3 separate regions of the Zea mays genome follow, and regions 1 and 3 are each linked to region 2. The links are chromatin contacts, called in public Hi-C maps. All regions are on one chromosome and are shown on one strand. The core of a region is the stretch at or near the end of the contact, and the rest is flanking DNA. Distances in the headings are between cores, read along the strand shown. Region 1 holds the start of LOC103629633. Region 2 holds the start of LOC100280556 (60S ribosomal protein L27-3). Region 3 holds the start of LOC103629631 (40S ribosomal protein S14-like).

Region 1 (3,592 bases), core at 775-3,274, 210 kb after region 2:
GAATCCAATTACGAAGATTAACCTTCGTAATCATATTGTCTTTAACCTTCGTCCAAAGTTCATTAATCCTTAAGGGAATAATGCTTCGTTGGACGAAGGGCATTAACATTTAACATTTTATGTTGTCTTGTTCTTGATTCATAGCATTTGAGAACAAGTCCCCAACAGCCGTGTATCGCGTCAGAGCCCATTAGGGGCGAGTCCAGGGGTCACGCACGCCCTAATACTCTATTTATTCAGTAGCCGCCACATTTAGGTTTGGGTTTTGCTTAGATCAATTCTGTCATCGAACAGTGTCGCCGTCATCGGCTTGTGAGACCCCATCCCGTAATCAATACAATTTTGGTTGTGTTTCTTTCATGTTCTTGCTTGTGTTCTTGATTGCGCTTGCAGGGATAAGCCTTCGTGGCGAGGTCATTCGTGTGTCACGGGTGATAACCAACGAAGCTGTGGTGTAGTGATCGCGAGGAACCGTTCGCTCGGAGCCTTGGATCATCAACGTCGAGATCTCCACTCAATCAAATTATCGTATCTCACGGAAGATCGGGCCACATCTACTATCAGAGTGAGAGCTTCCCAACATTGACCTAGGCAGCAGGGAAGCTAAGAGGAAATACCTCGAACACCTCATGGGCAGCACAACTGAGGGTCGCATGCGGGAGTTTGGTCGCCACCAGTTCCGGCCAGAATACCCATAGGAAGGAGCGGGCGGAGGTCAGTAGGGACAGCGCGAGCTCCTGGAGTTGCACGGGGCGCATGATCATCAGACTCCCGAACGGCACGTAGGCCACATACCCACGCGACGGTGCGTCCAGGAAGGGAGTGCACCCCGCCAAGTCGAACCGCTCCAGCTGCAGGACTTGCACCGAACCGTTGTCATGGCACGAGACATCGACGTAATCGGTATATGAGTTGCTGGGCTCCTCGTCGAAAATAGACTCTCTCGAAGCTCGGACTGGACCTTTGGTCGAACACCTTGAGCGTCGACGGCGGCAGCGCCGTGCAGGGCCTCTCGGTGGTGATTGTGTAGAGGTCGTAGAGATGCAGTTGCGCCTCCTCGAGGGCGCTAGTGCCGGAGGTGGCTGATGCTGTGACGAAGGCGAAGGCGGCGCTGAACTCCCTGTCCAGCTCAGTGCTGGAGGCCCTAGGAATGCTCGACTCGACGCGAGTAGCCGACTCGACGCGACTAGCCGACTCGACTCGTCGCGGGGGCTGAACAAGTTCTCTGTCGTGTTGTCCGAGCTGATGCCATCGGACAGGCCTGCCTCCATGAGTCGCATTTCGTCGAGCAGCTTGCGGATGGCGGCATCTTGGTGCTCCATCACGGAAGATTGGGGTCGCCGCAACACAACAGCAAGCAGGTACAGGAGACTGAATCTGATACCAGATGTTAGCGTACGACTATGGCGTGGGAAGCAGAAGGAAGGAGGACCCAAGAAATAGAAGGCGGGGGAAGAAGATAGGGAAGAGACGACGACAACCAGCTGATGTGTTGTGCTTTTCGATTAGAGGACATATCTAGTGCACATGGATGATTGGTGCACATATTAAATCATCACCACTCATTTTAGATCTAATGTCTCTAGTTGATTATTCAATTTACAAATAACACCTTCCACCACTACACACCACCACGTTGAAGGGTGTCCTTAGCAAAATATACCAAACAACTAGAGACATTAGATCTAAAATGAGTGATAATGGTTTAATATGTGCACCATGTGTACCAATATTCCATGTGCACCAGTTCGATTAATCTTCGATACCCCTTTTATAAAACCACGGAACATGTTTATATTGTCACACGGCCAGCCCAGTCTCACCCGGCTCCAAATACACGACCCAATCGGCCCACTTGCTCGCCCGTTGCTTTGCTTCAGCTGACGCGGTCACTTTCCTAGCTGCTTCTCACGTTGCTGACAGCCTGGCTAGTGGCGACCGTCTGCCTGCCCTGCACGCCCACTTGCCGCCGCCCCGGCTTCGTTCCTGCTACCACTACCGCCATCCCGACCGGCTCGCGCGCCACCGCCATCTCCTCCTGCGCTCGCCTTGCTGCCGCGGCCGCCCCCACCTCAAGGACCCAGAGGGGCTGCCCTCGATCTGACTGACCCCACGGGACAGGATGGACAAGGGGAAATCGGTGGTAGCCGAGCTGTCGGCATCGTCCAGCTCGCTCCCGTCGCCCTCCTCCTGTAAGCTCCCTAACTCCTGTTCGCTTATGTGGGGTAACTAACTAGGAGTAGCTGGTTATCAACTGATGTAGAGTTGTAGACAAAAACCAAGAGGAATCGACTGACCGTGTATTGATTATGTCTGACTCGAGTTTCCGTTATTGATTCCGTGTGTTGGTTTCTCTTGCTAGACAAAAGATCTATATACAGAATTAAGAACTTTCTACGATGATAAGTATTTGTGCTGTGTTCTTCGTTTTGATCATTCTATTAATTAATGTGATTTCAGGAAGATACTAAACTCCCGCTAATTGGCATGTATTCCATATTTCTAGTTGTTTCCTGGATAATTTTTTAGGCGAACTGCCAAGATGATGACATACCAAAGTTAAGTTAAGGGGGTGTTTCGTTACTTTAGTCACTCAACTAATTTTTAGGGACTAAATTTTAGTCCCTAAAATTTCTATTTGGGAGGCCTCATTTAGGCATACCATTTGATAGTTTAGGGACTAAAAGTGACTAAACTTTAATCACTAAAATTTAGGAGGTGGAAACCAAACACCCCCTTAGTTTATACGAAATTGAAATGAAGGATTGGTGGATTGTGTTAGTAAACTCATCCAGATTACTTTATCAGTCATTGACTTATTGTGCAGACCAGAATCATTCAATCTTACTTCGTATTGGTTTCCAACTGTCCTTGTAATTGCATATGCAGCATTATCTCCAAATGTTGACTTCAAAAATGTATTTCAGATCCTTTCTCAAAGAAGGCTAAACCTCGGAAATTGGTCAGCTTGTGCCTGGGCACCCTTGGTCAGCATCTTGAAGATATCATCACTGATATTTCAGAATTTGCTGCCTTATTTCCACCCCACATAACGGTATCTTTATGCATTTTTTCTTTTCTCTGGTTGTCAATTTATGCATCATTGCATCACTGCCAGAATAAATTGTGCATATGTTATATAAGGTTTTCGATTGTTAGAAAAGTGCCCAGTTAGTTGCCGTGATAGTGTTCACTAACTGAAAAGAAAGGTGCATGTTCTTGGAGTTACTTCTAATACCATCTGATGGCTCCCAAGTCCCAACACTGATTAATTTGTTTACAAAATGCTCTTCTTTCTTCCAGTTGACTTTGTGGGTTGTAACTCTTGCTTCAAAGTGCGAATATACAGTCCGAAAGAAGTGTCCATCTACATTTCTTGTTTGATTGCTGTTGAATTTGTATTTTAAAGTTTGGATATAGCATATACTAGAACGTACAACACTCATATTAATGTGAATCTCTGAGCTTAGCTAGACCTTTGCTGTTTGCTAGCAAAGAGTTGCAGTTTTTTGTTTGGGGGGGGGGGGGGGCTGGCCAGGGTATTAACTATGTTTTTTTTCCTGTGTTCCACTTGAGAGTCATGGTCATGTTG
Region 2 (3,536 bases), core at 928-3,427:
GCTAAACGAGCCAGCTCGAGATCGTAAAAGAGCCGAGCCGAGCTGACTCTGTGGCTCGTTACCTTAACGAGCCGAGCTAACTCGTTAGCTTAACGAGCCAGCTTGAACTGGGACGAGCTGGCTCGTTATCCACCCCTACAGGCCAACCTCTCTACCGTTCCTCTAGTTGTTCATGTTGTTTATTGTCCATGTAACGCCCGACGCCATTTCTATTGAGTAGTCTTGTTTTAAGTGCAAATAAAAATAAAACCTTTTTCTTTATTTCAATCTATTAAAAATAGTTTTCACCTTGATTAAGAGTTCATAGTTATTATATTATTAGAAACTACCCAGATGATTAGATAACGTTGTAGAATGTTATACAAATGATTATGTATTGTTGTAGAAAGCTATAGAAAACGATTAGGTGTTTCTTACTTCTCGACTTGTTTATATATGTAATAATATCATATGTGTACCATTGATAATTTTCTCTAGGACTAGGAGCAAAATGAGTGCAGCTTGCTTGTTTCAATCATGTGTCATGCCGCGGTTCTGAAGCCGTTCGGCTGGCTGGTTGGCTAAAATGAGTGCAGCTTGCTTGTTGTTAATCATTTTGTTTTCCCCCTAAATTTGCATTATTTACTTCGATGTAACGGCAACAGAATACAATTTCAATCCACAGACTCAAAGGTAGATTAGACTTAAAAGAACGGAGAAAAGGGAAACCATTATTCTCAACCATATATGTGGTGTTTAATTTCTTGGCTTCCTCGCTTGCGCCACTTCTTAATTCTTCCATTCATTACTCAGATATATGATTTTATTTTCATTGCGTAGTAATAATTAATAGCACCCATGGAAGATATTTATCTTCTGTTGGGGGTCCCAAACTATCTTGGACTTGGATCATGTTTCTGGGATGCAGATGGATTGCTCTCAACAGTGGGATGAGGCAGGAATGTCACGGTTGAGATTATTTTTCATATGTTCTACTAAACTCTGCAGTGATGACTACACCAGGAGAGAAATTCTTGCTATAAGGGTTGATTTGATGACAAGGGATCACGGGAGGATTGGAGGAGATTGAGGGTTAGTTAATTTCTCTGTCAATCCCCTCCAATCCTAATTTCTTCCTCAATTCCCTCTAATCCTTCCGTGATCCCGGGTCACCAAATCAGCCCTAATCGATAATGGAAAGCAGGAGACTCATGTAACAATGTCCTAGAATGCCTATTTGAGCGGACAAATGACTATTTGAGTGGGCAAATAGAGTGAAGCAAGATTTTCCCTAGAAGTATCAGCAATGGCATTACTTTCATAGGCTACTATAACAGTTCACGATCAACTCAATATTAAAAGTTTACAAACTAACCAATGGGATAAATAAGATTGTAAATGATATTCGCTGTTAATCCTGAAGACATAAATTGAACATTCATCAATTCAGTAGGACTCCAAGACCAAACATTCGAAGTACACACGCACAATATACCTGAGAGCCCCAGGACTAAACACGAAGAAGTCTTCATGGCAATACGAAAAGAGACATGGCTTGGAGTGTGTCCCATACAAGAAACCGACGGTCACCATTCGGGACGCCGACCATCTAGAAGCGGAGCTTGGTAAAGAACCACCTGTTCTTGCCGGTCTTGAACCTCTCCTCGAGGCGCGCCTTGGCGGCCTTGCATGCGGCGACCTTCTTGTCGCGGGTGGAGAGCGCGTCGGGCCCGCCGGTGGCCACGTCCTTGAAGTCGACGTCGAGGGTGTAGCGGGTGGGCATGAGGTGGGTGAAGTTGACGAGCTTGATGAAGCACTTGACGCGCGACTTCTTCGCCGTCTTCTTGGCCGAGTCCCTGCGGACCACCTTCTTGGGGTACTTGGCGAGGCCGGCGACGAGGCAGTGGCCGTAGGGGCGGTCGCGGGTGCCCTCCTCGAACACGCGCACGATCACCGCCTTCCTGCCGGCGAACCGGCCCTGCAGGAGGATCACGGCCTTGCCGGGCTTGAGGAACTTCACCATCCTCGGGTGCTGGTGCTGCTGCTCCTGCGCCGCCGCCGGGAGTGTAGGGGTTGGGAGATGGGTCAAATCGGAGCGCGCGGGAGGCGGGGAGCGTTATATAGGATGGCGGCACTAGGGTTTCTGGAGGCTGGGTTTCGGCTGTTGGATCCAGGATCGGACGGTGGTGCCGCGCTCGGGCTTCAGAGGTCGTGGTGATGGGTCGGATTTGGGTCCGATCCGAGGCTGTCATCTGGGTGGAGGCCCAACTTGAACCCCTACTGTTTTTTTCATTAACTTACTTTTACAGGTGACAATCATTTCGTTCCTCCAAACAGTTGTTCATCTTCTTCAAAAACTATTCTTCTGGACCAGTTCTAGAAGAGATGACGAGCCATGGCATGTGTAAGGGCAGCTTTAGTACCATCAGTTCACGTACTGCGAACTTAACAAGTTTAATTTGGTTCGTTAGCCCCTGCATTCTGTTGTCTGTTCATTTGTTCATTGGTTGGTCACAAAACAAATTACCACTCTGTTCGTACGCGCGAAGCTCTGCTCCATTCACTACACTACACCTCTGTAAAATCTCTGCCCTCATTACTGCCCTGCTACTCTATTGGAGGGGACCAAACCAGCCCTTAAGGTAGCGTTTGGTTCTAGAGACTATTTGGACGGAGGGGCTCTGTTTCAGATTTTAAGGATATAATGACTCTGTTCTATGTTGTTGGCAGTTAGAATAGAGTCGCTCTATTTTTTGTTTGGTTTTAAGGTTAAGTAGAACAGAGCGGCTAGATCCTGTGTTTGGTTCTAGAGTTCAACAAAACAGAACTTTTTATTTAAGCGTGAATTTCTATAAAATTTCAAACATCCGGCCAAGATTAAAGTGCACTATTTATCACTATTCATCCGAGCATCCCTTATGCCTTTCTTCATTGCCGCACACGGAGCAAGGAACCAGTGAGGAGCGAGGCGCTCAGGAGCCGTTAGACCAACTCCAGCAGACTCCCTCTCCGTATCCGTATTTAACACGGCCAACAGTTTCTCTCTCCTCTCCGTATCCGTCCCCGTTTCCAGCAGACTCCGTATTTGCACTCCGCATGCAGTCTATGACAACTGGGGCCCGCGAGCAGGAGGGGGCGCATGCAGTCTTGTGCGGAGAGGAGAGAGAAACCGTGGAAAAGGGGAGTGCAGGTACACGGCGTGTGTTTTGCGGAGACGGATGCGGAGGCTGCTGGAGAGTGAAATAGTGACTTAGAGCGTGTATAATAGGGATACGGAGTGGGATAGCCAGTGCTGCTGGAGTTGGTCTTAGGTTCGGTCGATTTTACGGAGCCACCAGATACAACATCTACAAGGAATATTCTTAAATTGGAGTGGCTCTATTCATTTGGAATCGAACCAAACAACTTCAACACTGGAATAGAATGACTCCATCCTGTTAAACTCTTGAACCAAACACTACCTAATATAACCTGGATCTTCTGCTTGCCTGTCGTTCCCCATTCAGTGCAGTTCCCGTCAATCTTTTAAGTGCTGGGACTACAGTTCGAAGTTTCCG
Region 3 (3,849 bases), core at 1,291-3,790, 180 kb before region 2:
CGCTTACCATGTTTGCGTGGAGTGACGGGTGACCGGAGCGGAGACACGCCTTGGTTGAGATCACGAGCACGCCGGCGCCGCCGAAACTTCCGTGGGGCGACGGATGAGTAGTGCTGGTTTATCTACGAGGCCGCAGCCCATTAGGGTTTATTAGACCCAGCCCAAAGAAATTTCCTCTTTTGCCCTCTCTCTTCTGTCACTGCGGCTGGCCCCATCTCTTTTACCAGACCGTTAGTCAACAGTTCTTAGGCTATATGGGATGGACAAAAATACAGCCCATTTTAGTGTCGTCCTCCACTCCTCCTCATAGACTCGCTCGATACTGCAAGTATCCAGTAGGGAAACAGGACGAGGTCTGGAGCAGTCATCGTCTCTTATCGGAATCGCACACTGCCTGGAGGGGTTGGAGGCGAGGACGTGCGTATGGTTGTTTACCCGTACCGTCTCGTTTTAGACCATCGTTTGTGTTAATTCTGTCTGAACTCCTATTTAGTTGCCTGCACACGGGAGACACGGGCTGTATGAGCGGATGCAAAACAATTTATTTTATAGTCATTTGGTTGCATCCACTCGTACGCAGGAAACTGCCGTATCCGGTCAGCCAGGACCACTGAAGCCTGCCCGTCCGGACACTAGCATCCAATCAGGCGATCTGTGGTCTTGTTCAGCCTCTCCTGCGTTGCTGTGATCCGAGGATTTGTGGGTGGGTGCTTCGTGCTGGTGAACCTAACTTATTTTTATGATCTTTGAATTTAGGTGGGAAGAGGGGGCAGGGAAGAAGAGGAAGTGGGGGTGGAAGAGTCGGGGAGAATGAGCGAGGAGAGGCCGGTACCGTGGCGAGAGAGTCCGTGGGGTATGCCCAAGGGCGACACGCGACAACCGAAGGCGCATAACTGTAACTAGGGGTGTAATCACTCGGATCGAATACGGACGAATACCAATGAAACCATATTTTTATATTTTTATTCGGATTCGAATACGGATAGCTTCGAATACGAATACAAACACTGAAACACCACTAAATAATTATGTGTCGAATGCGAAGCTAGTCGAACACGGATAGCGTCGGTAACAAATATTTTTGTGGAATATCGTGTTAGACACCATTACACACATATCATAGTTATTGTAATCATTTAGCCCTTCCTTAAGTCCAGGCATTAAAATGCAATTAGATTCATAAAGTAGTCTAGATGTTGATTGAAAATTGCAAATAAGTTATCAAGAGTAGTAAAGATTCTATAAGAATATAACCTTAATTACCCACACAAAATAATAAAAGTGAAGTATTGTTTTAAGCTGTGGTGAGCTTTTTCTTTGACACAACACAAGCTTGGCAAAAGAAGTGTGGGAACACCGGGTGTTCTCGAAGAACGTACCAAATTAAGGTTCATTGTACGTGGCTGCTTATCAGAGTTTGTGTAGGTTGATCTACAGTTTCTCCGACCCGATTTGTCATGAGATGCTTCACATGTTCTGCATGTGATGAGTGTTGTTTGACAGGACTGTTAATGGAGGTTCTGCTTCCAAGCGATCATATGCTTACTATAGTCGCGGCTAAGGCACATGCCCTCTCCAGCGTGTCTTGTTCTACTGACATGATTTTGTCGTGATAAAATTGCTCAATTTTGAAACAAGGGTTCTAGAGATTGATTTTGTCGTGATAAAATTGCTCGGGCACATGTCCTCACCACCATGCTCAATTTTACATGAATCTACAAATCATTGACGCGTACCGAAACAAAGCTTTTTATTGGGAGTGATTTTTAGATGAGGCAAAACTTAGCCGCCTCTACAGTGACTTATCAGACGTCCTTACAAGTCCTAACCATATAGTAGTGTAAACAATGTTGATGGTCATTATCTTCAAATAAACAAACGAATAAATAAAAGTTATCTCCGAACGTAAAGAAGCACAAATAATAAACAAAAACAATGAAGCGCTAAAGCCTCCTTGTCCTCTAACAATGTTTATGATGCCTCGACGTGAAGAGATTCTGTAATTAGAGCCAGAACTGTCGTTTGCATTTTTTCCATGAGACATACCAAACAACAATTTCACAAATGGCTTCACGTAAAAAGCAATTCTTTCTTTTGTATTAAAGAGGTGATGTCAAATTGCAATTTATCAGATGCAATCCAGCACGGGCAACCAGCCAAAACAACAGTAGCCCTAGTCAACAGCCAAACCTACGCTCTTAACCCATCTCTAAACAAAAAAACAATCGAATCCAGCGCTACCGTGCTTGCAGCCAGATCCGAATCCACCGCTACCGTGCTTGCACCTACGTCCGCTTGCGAGCCATAACCAGACGAGAAGAGGCTCGCTTACCATGGTTGCGTGGAGCGACGGGTGACCGGAGCGGAGGCACGCCTTGGTCGAGATCACGAGCACGCCGGCGCCGCCGAAACTTCCGTGGGGCGACGGATGAGTAGTGCTGGTTTATCTACGAGGCCGCAGCCCATTAGGGTTTATTAGACCCAGCCCAAAGAAATTTCCTCTTTTGCCCTCTCTCTTCTGTCACTGCGGCTGGCCCCATCTCTTACACCAGACCGTGCTTTTTTTAGGAAGAACACACGTTCTTTATTATTGGTTCAAAGTGAAATTAATCTCTGCTAGCTGCTTCCATAAGCCAATTAAAGAAGCAATCTAGTCAAAATAAAATAGGAGCCAACTCTATAGTCTTACTTGCACAAAGGTGAGCTACCTCATTTCCCTCTCTATTAACGAAAGATACATCAAAGGATCTGAAAACCACACTCCTCTATCTGATTTCTTGTCATAAACCTGCGATATCATTCCTTCTTCCCTCATCTGACCGGAGAAGAGCCACCAGGACAGAGTTGTCAATTTCTAAAATCACTTTTTCCATGCTAAGCATCTGGGCCAGCACCACGCCATCACGAGCATCCAAAGCTTCGCTGGTTAGCGCATCAGGGATGTGTTCATATAACTGTGCTGATGCCACCAAAACCTCTCCCTGCGAGTTCCTCATCACCACACCCACAGCCCCTTTGCCCGTCTCAGCAACAAAAGCAGCATCCGAGTTAATTTTCACCCAACCTTCCAATGGCGCTTTCCATTTAACCCGACAGCGCTGAGAGGCTTGCGACCCTGGCAATTTTAAACGAACCAGATCCTCTAGCATTTTCGCCACATGACTCATTGCAGCATATGGATTCCAACGGTCACGCCCAAACCTTCTAGCATTCCTTCCAGATCATAAGGACTAGGCACCACAAATAACCATCGTTTTAACTGAGTCAGTGAAGTGGTCGTTAGCCAATAAGTGCTTTGCCCAAGTGACCTAAAAAAATGGTAGTTTTATTCCCGTGATGTTTTTAACCACTCGCCAGAACTGCTTTGCAACTGGGCAATCAATAGCAATATGGAAAGATGATTCTCCTTCCTCCCCACACACTTTGCAGAAAATTTCATGAAGAATATGTCTTCTCTTCAATTCCTGTTTGGATGGCAAATAATTATGAAGGACTCTCCAACAGAAAATTCTTATTTTTGGAGGTATATTAAGCTTCCATAGTTTGCTCCACCAGCATTCTTCATTTGATGAACTTGCTGCATTTACAGCATGAGCCTTCCTGACACTTTGAGTCTGCTTCAACATTCGATAACATGACCGAACTGAAAACACACCATTTTTCTCATGCGCCCAACCCAGCACATCAGCATCCATCCGAGTGCCAGGCCTCAGCTTCAGAAATTCCTCAGCATCCATAGCAACGAAAGACTTCCTCACCAAATCAACATTCCAGCGTCTAAAGTTCGTCCACAGATTGCACTTGGACTCCTTCAAGATGGACAGTGGGCTTCAACTGCCGAAGACTTGG

What was found. A called contact is a pair of places that touch in the nucleus more often than the background predicts.
Region 1: a contact with region 2 is called in a Hi-C map of tassel, with 4 times the contacts expected there. The contact joins the promoter of LOC103629633 here to the promoter of LOC100280556 in region 2. A contact is called at or near these places in 12 of 25 Hi-C or Micro-C datasets (bundle sheath, ear, endosperm and 4 more) and 2 of 3 datasets of contacts at active chromatin or transcription factors (leaf and seedling).
Region 3: a Hi-C map of ear shows a contact between it and region 2, with 2.2 times the contacts expected there. The contact joins the promoter of LOC103629631 here to the promoter of LOC100280556 in region 2. A contact is called at or near these places in 2 of 25 Hi-C or Micro-C datasets (ear and tassel).

Annotation. Positions count from the first base shown.
Region 1 is chr6:100,374,748-100,378,339 of Zm-B73-REFERENCE-NAM-5.0, forward strand. LOC103629633 reads left to right here and starts at 2,025. Exons shown (of 6, transcript NM_001329209.1): 1 at 2,025-2,192; 2 at 2,928-3,055. The coding sequence starts at 2,123.
Region 2 is chr6:100,167,987-100,171,522 of Zm-B73-REFERENCE-NAM-5.0, forward strand. It overlaps LOC100280556 (60S ribosomal protein L27-3), which reads right to left and starts at 2,178. Exons shown (of 1, transcript XM_020539317.2): 1 at 1,306-2,178. The coding sequence starts at 2,002. The coding sequence ends at 1,589.
Region 3 is chr6:99,984,079-99,987,927 of Zm-B73-REFERENCE-NAM-5.0, forward strand. LOC103629631 (40S ribosomal protein S14-like) reads right to left here and starts at 2,541. Exons shown (of 7, transcript XM_008650714.4): 1 at 2,333-2,541. The coding sequence starts at 2,335.